2 separate regions of the Ovis aries genome follow, and region 1 is linked to region 2. Evidence: chromatin contacts called from public Hi-C data. All regions are on one chromosome and are shown on one strand. The core of a region is the stretch at or near the end of the contact, and the rest is flanking DNA. Distances in the headings are between cores, read along the strand shown. Region 1 holds the start of BSDC1 (BSD domain containing 1). Region 2 holds the start of ZBTB8OS (zinc finger and BTB domain containing 8 opposite strand).

The links. Hi-C and Micro-C count contacts between places; a contact is called where the count stands out from the background.
Region 1: a Hi-C map of hypothalamus shows a contact between it and region 2, with 3 times the contacts expected there. The contact joins the promoter of BSDC1 here to the promoter of ZBTB8OS in region 2. A contact is called at or near these places in 2 of 16 Hi-C or Micro-C datasets (blood and hypothalamus).

Annotation. Positions count from the first base shown.
Region 1 is chr2:235,179,595-235,183,085 of ARS-UI_Ramb_v3.0, reverse strand. It overlaps BSDC1 (BSD domain containing 1), which reads right to left and starts at 1,584. Exons shown (of 10, transcript XM_060411369.1): 1 at 1,358-1,584; 2 at 987-1,047. The coding sequence starts at 1,464.
Region 2 is chr2:234,983,357-234,986,811 of ARS-UI_Ramb_v3.0, reverse strand. ZBTB8OS (zinc finger and BTB domain containing 8 opposite strand) reads right to left here and starts at 1,830. Exons shown (of 8, transcript XR_006058878.2): 1 at 1,710-1,830. It overlaps RBBP4 (RB binding protein 4, chromatin remodeling factor), which reads left to right and starts at 2,512. Exons shown (of 12, transcript XM_004005013.5): 1 at 2,512-2,625; 2 at 3,185-3,332. The coding sequence starts at 2,610.

The DNA of each region.
Region 1 (3,491 bases), core at 335-2,834, 200 kb before region 2:
AAATGAGAGAACAAAGATGGAAGGCTAATCAACGACCTGATTTTCGTGTTATGGGAAGACTAACCTTGACAGTAATACATAGGAGGCCCTCACACAACATTTGCTAAATGAATGTCAGACTCTCCTTCCAGAAGACTGCTCAACAAGAAGCAAGCTACTCTGGGGTCTCTTCTATTAGAACTCAGTTTGAAATTCTCCCTCAACTTCAAACTCAGTTTGAAATTGAGTCTTCATTAACAACATAAACAGCTCAGGCCATTCTCAGATTTTCTGGGCTGTAGCTGAAAGGCTAGTATGTAGGCCAGGAGAGGCTAAAAATGCTCACAGAGTAGAGCATTGATTTAACTGAAGCCAGAAGCCTCCTGGAGTTGCCCTGAAGCAGGACTCATCCCAGATGCTTGAGGTAAATGGTAATTAACTTTTTCCAGAATTCAGATGAGTTGGTTTTGACAAACCAGCGCGGAATGGAACAGGAACACACAGTGGCATTGTCCACGGGCAGAGCCAAGCCTCACTCACCCCACAGGGCTTGCTGTCTCCTCACTAGACCATGAGTTTGGGGAGGCGCACGACTGCAACTGTTGGGCTAATGTCGGTATCCTGAGGGCCAGAGAGTCAGAGTGCTGGCTATGGCATACACGCTACTATTTGCATGACTATAGGAGGAAGTTTCTATGGCAGAATCCTTTTTCTTCAAGGCCTAGATCAAATGTTCTCTCTTTTACAAAGCTGAATTTCCCAAGTGGGAATACACCACTCTTTCCCACGGATTCCGACGACACGGTCGCTCCAGTCTTTAAGACCATCTCTGTTTCACTGTAGGTAGAGTCACACTGGTCTAAGTCGGGGGTCTTTCCTCCCAGAGGGCCCAAGTGAGCCTGGTCCCTGAGGCCCGGAGCCCACAAGGTTCAGCGGGATACGCTCGGAACAGGGTTCAGGGAGGTGCCTTGGGGCCCCACTGGAGGAAGGGCGCTGGCCCAGCTTACCTTCTCCTTGACTGCCTGGTAGCTCTGCTGCAGCCAGCTCCGCCACCATCCCACGTCCTCCCTGCGGAAGACAGACACATCTGGAGGCCCCGCGGTGCGACTCGGGCCCGCGCAATGATCGGGTCTCAGTACCCCTCTCAGATGTGGCCCGTGGGTTGGGGCATCAAAGGCCGCTTCCCCACCCCCTCACGCTGTGATTCCACCCCGCCCTTTCAGCTCCGTCAGGCCCGCGCTGGCCTCCCGTTCCCCCGGGGAACCCTGGCCCAGCACCCCAGCCATGGGGAGAATTCGGGGCCCAACGCCCAGAGAACTGGATGACGGGCTCACCCTTCCGCCATCTTGCCCGCATGACATCACCACTATTTACTGACCTTTGACTTCCGACACGGCACCGCCCCCTCAAGCACCACCCCGGAGGGGGCGGCCCAATCCCCGCGCCGACATCGTCCTCAGCCCCATATCCGCCTGGCTCCATCATTAGACTCCGCCTCCTTAAACTCGGTCCAGACTCGGGCCAGGGTTCGGACTTAAAACTCCGCTCCTGAAAGCTCGGTCCAATCCGCTCTCAGGATTGTCTCCAGGCCCCACCCCAAATGTTAGCCCCGCCCCCCAACATCGAATCCAAGTTGGTATCCGCTGACATAGGATACGGTGGCCGTTTTGGGTCAAGATTGGCCGGTGGCTGGGGGTTCGAATTGTAACCCGGGTAGAGAGGAGGCAGGGAGTGAGCCAGCCTGGAGCTCGAACGTCTGTAACCCTGAGCGCAGGGCTAGGACCGCCCCCCTTTATGAAACCTGCCGCGTAGCAGCAGCCTGGGGTCTCTTCGGGCTAATTGAGCAAGCTCAGTCCGTGGAGGTCTGGGCGTTGTTTGGAGGAAAATTCAGAGATGTCTTCGATGCAACCTTTGGGGGAGGCACTCTCAGGAGATTGGGGAGACAGACACATTTAGTTAGCTCAATTTTTGGCGACCCAGCTCAAAACTACGTGAATGTGTGTGTGTTTGTGAGTGTGTGAGGTGAGTCTGGAGTTGATAGTCTGGAGAAAGACTGTGTGTGTGTGTGTGTGTGTGTGTGTGTGGTGTGGGGTTGAAAGATTGTGTGTGTGTTTGTGTGTGTGTGTCTGGAGGAGGAAGATTTTGTGTGTGAGTCTGGAGTTGATAGTCTGGAGAAAGACTCTGTGTGTGTGTGTGTGTGTGTGTGTGGTGTGGGGTTGAAAGATTGTGTGTGTGTTTGTGTGTGTGTGTCTGGAGGAGGAAGATTTTGTGTGTGTGGTAACTTTCCGAATGAGGCCTCCGTTGCTCTTACCGCCTCATCTGCTACCTGCCTGCATCTGCACCCTCATACTTTGACCCCGATCCCGTCCTCTCTTTAATTTTTTAAAAGTTTTACTGGAGTGCAGTTGAGTTATAATCTTGTGTTAGTTTCTGCTGTACAGCAAAGTGAATAAGTTATACATTTGTGTTCAGTTGCTCAGTGGTGTGACCCCAAGGAATGTAGCCTGCCAGAGTGTTCTGTCCATGGAATTTTCCAGGCAAGAATGGGCTGGGATCCAACCCACATCTCTTGGGTCTCCTGCACTGGCAGGTGGATTCTTTACCATTATGCCACCTGGAAGACCTCATATATATACATATATATCCACTCTTTTTTTGGATTCTTTTCTTATATGGGTCATTTCAGAGTGCTGAGTAGAGTTCCCTGTGCTCTTCGGTAGGTGCCTATATATTGTCTCTTGTCTATGGGTGTAGCTATAATAATTCTTTTCCCCCACTCCATTTTGTTTCTCTTCTTACAAGATTATTTCTGTCATCATGCATGCTGTTACTTCTCCCATCTTAATATCGAGCAAACAAAAAACTAACCCTCTCTTGACCCATCACCATTTCCCTACTCCCCTTTAAAGCAAAACTCCTGAAAGTATTCCCTATACTCACGTCTCCATTTTCTCTTGATCTCACTTCAGTGAGGTTTTTGCCTCTCCACAGTTATTTGAATTACTTCTGTTAGGGTACAAAGAGCAGTGGCCAATTTGCAATTCTTATCTAATTTGAACCATCAGTATCTTATTTAACGCAATTGATCACTTTCCTTCTTCAGACGTTTTCTTCACGTGGCTTCCAGGACATCTTGCCTTTCTGAATTTCCTCCTACTTTGGTGTCTCCTTCTAGGTGTTTTTTGCTGTTTTGTTTTCACACCTGCTTCTTGTCCCTAGAATGTCCTAGGGCTCAGTCCTTGACCCTCTCATTTTCGATCTCTGTCATCATTTCCCCAGATGATGTCATCAGGCCACATAATTTTAAATCCCATCTATACACTGACAGTTCTCTGAATTTTCTCTCCAACCCACACGTATTCTCTGAACACCAGGATCGTTATCTGTGTTTGGTTGTATAACAGGCATATTAACTTAATGTGTTCCCAAACTCCCGATGTATCTGCCTCAACTTCCTGCAAACTTCTCCAAAGCTGTCAATAGCAGCCATATCCCTCCACTTGCTCAAACCA
Region 2 (3,455 bases), core at 581-3,080:
AGCAGGAGACGGTTTTCCAAGACCCGGGCTGGGAAGATCCCCTGGAGAAGGAAATGTCAACCCACTCCAGTATTTTCCCTTGGGAAACCCATGGACAAAGGAGCCTGATGGGCTCTAGTCCATGGGGTCAAAAAAGTTGGACAGGACTTAGCAACTAAACACCAGCATACAGAGAACAATGTGAAATTAATTAAAGAACTTTAGAGGGGAAATAAGAGCCAAATTTGTGCTCCCAAACCACATCCACCTTTAGGGCTAACAATTTAACGTTTATATAGACTAACTTTAGAATCTGCACTATATTTTCACATTTATTATTATCTCATTTTGCCCTCACAGGAAGGAACAGAATGCAAAAAGAGGTTATGTGATTTGCCTAAAGTCACTAAGCTACAAATGGCAAACCAGGTCCTTTTACTAACACAGGATACAAGTAAGACATTAGTAGTCCTCTACTTATAACTTTCTTATCCTCTACCCTAGCCACATTCTAACTACAGGACTGTTGGAGATAGATGAGGATGGGGGTGGTTACACAAAACACTTCAAAACATGGCTCTCTTCACAATGAATACACCAGTAAAACTCCCTCAAAGGTCTGTGTAGACAAAGCTATAGCTTTTCCAGCAGTCTTGTATGGATGTGGGACTCCCCTGCTGGCTCAGACGGTAAAGAACCCGCCTGCAATGTGAGAGACCTGGGTTTGATCTGGGATGGGAAGATCCCCTGGAGGAGGGCATGGCAACCCAGTCCAGAATTCTTGCCTGGAGAATCCCCATGGACAGAGGAACGCGGTGGGCCACAGTCCATGGGGTTGCAAAGGGTCGACAGGACTGAGCGACTATGCACACACACGGACTGATGTGAGCACTGGACCATAAAGGCTGAGCGCGGGACAATTGATGCTTTTGAATTGTGGTGCTGGAACAGGTCTTGGGAGTCCCTTGGCCTGCAAGGAGATCAAACCAGTCAATTCTAAACGACATTAACCCTGAATATTCATTGGAAGGACTATAGTTGGAAGCTGAAGTTCCAATACTTTGGCCACTTGGTGCAAACAGCCAACCCACTGAAAAACACCCTGATGCTTCCTGCTGGCTCAGCTGGTAAAGAATCCACCTGCATTGAGGGAGACCTGGGTTCCATCCTTGAGTTCTGAAGATTTCCTGGAGAAGTGAAAGGCTACCCACTCCAGTATTTTGGCCAGGAGAACTTCATGGACTATATAATCCATGGGGTTCCAACAGTCCGACACGACTGAGCGACTTTCACTGATGATGGGAAAATTGAAGGCAAAAGGAAATCGGGGCAGGAGGTCAAAGGATTAGATTGTTCCATAGCATCACCGACTGAATGGACATAAATTTGAACAAATTCCAGGAGATGGGGCGGGGGAGGGGGCTGGCGAACAGCAGTCCCTGAGGTAGCAGAATCTGACAGGACTCAGCAACTAAACAACAAAAATTCCCATAAGATAAATGTGACTAGCATATACAGGGAGAGTTCAAGATATTGTATATGGGGGAGCCCAGGTTTCCCGACTCTCAGACCAGGTGTCTTTATTCTTCAGCGTTTCAGCTTTCCCGGGATTAGTTCAGATGAGCATTCACACAGGGCGAAAACGGGAATTGCGCCAACCACCCTATGGCGCAAAGTGGAAGAGGAAGCCAGAGCCCTCCCGCAAGGAGAGAAGTGAGCCACCTACTCACACTCGTACTTCCGACTGACTGGAGGATACTTGGCCTTGATCGCCTTCTGCTCCTCAGTCAAATTGTAATCTCTTACATCTTCCCCTTCCTGCGCCATGATTGCGGGTTTGGACCCAAACTCAACTTCCGCCCTTCATCAGCCGGACTTCAGCCCGGACTTTCAACATCCGCCCAAGACTCCGCCCCTAGACAGATACCCTTAAAGGGCTAAAACACCATCCTCGAGGACTTAATCCCCTAAACCTTAATCCTTAAGACTTCCGTTCTAGGTCTCGCCGCTTGGAGTTCTTTAAAAGCCCAAAGGCCCATTTTCTGGACGTGCTTCATCAATAGTCCTAAGAAGTAAGGGAACAAATATATTGGAGGATCTAGGAATAGGACAACACTTGAATTAGATACCTCGAGGTGAAATAAAGGCCTTTCTTGCCAGTTTACCCCTAGAGTGGCCAACTAGACCCCAAAACATCCTAAATTTCTCATTCAAAGCCCTACTTTCAAGGGGTCGCTAGCTGAACACTCTTCAAGAAAATGGCTGCCCCCCCAGGAGCGTGCGGCCTAAACCTCTCACGTGACCTCGGGCGGCTCACTCTCACCAACCCGCGCGCGCGCAAGCGAAGGAAGTCGGCTCGGGGCCGTGTGGGGGCAGGGGCGGAGCGCGCGCCTCGGCCCCGCGGCAAGAGACTCTACGCGTCTGGATAGGTTGCGAACGCGACTTCCCCGCCCACCTCGCCGCTCGGCGCACTCCGATTGGCCGGTGTTGGCGCGAAGGTGCGCGAGTCATCCCTCACGCAGGGGCGGCAGGAAACAATAGAGGCCGCGCGCGCAGAGCGAGCGCCCGCAGGCTCCCCGCCCCTCCCGCAACGCTCAACCCCGGGATCCCCGCCGGCTTGCCTACCCGCCATGGCCGACAAGGAAGGTGAGGGTTCCGGGGCGGCCCCAGGAGAGTGGGGGGTGCCGGGGTTGCGTAGCGGCCTCGAAACGGCCTAACAGTGAGGACAGGCCAGACTCAGCTGAGTGTCGTCCCCGCCATCGCAGGCGTGAGGAGAATCGCCCCGCGGGGCGGGTTAACGGCGCGCCAGCTCCTCCAGAGCAGAGGCCCCGGCGCAGCGGCTTGAGGCAGGCGTTTGGGTCCCCGGCGGGTGTTTGGTCCTTCTCCACACGCCCTGTCGGTCTGCTCGCCTCTCTTCGGGTCCTCCCTGCAGTGCTTTCTGCCCGCAATGGCCGGTGCTCCGGCCTCCCCGCCGGTTCTGTGCTCCTCCCGATGCCGTCGCCCGAGCGGCTAACGGCGTTTGGCAGCGATGAGCCCAGCAGTTAAAGCCCCGCGAGGCCGGAGAGCGGCGTTGGTGGCTGTGCCTCGAGGAGATTTAGACAGATCTCCATTTCAGAATCGGGATTTAGGAGTGCCGGTGGCTTTGGAAGTGTTTACTCGGTTTCCATTTGTGGTCGCTAACTTAATTTGTTTTTTTATTTTTTAGCAGCCTTTGATGACGCAGTAGAAGAACGTGTGATCAACGAAGAATACAAAATATGGAAAAAGAACACCCCTTTTCTTTACGATTTGGTGATGACCCATGCTCTGGAGTGGCCTAGCCTAACTGCACAGTGGCTTCCAGATGTAACCAGGTGATAAGAATCCGTTGAATGTTATTTTGTTGTGTTCTCAGTGTAGATTTCTCACATTGATTATCCTTGTTTTCCTCTCTGCAGTCACCCGGAGCGGACACGTGATCAGAACCTATTGGGAAC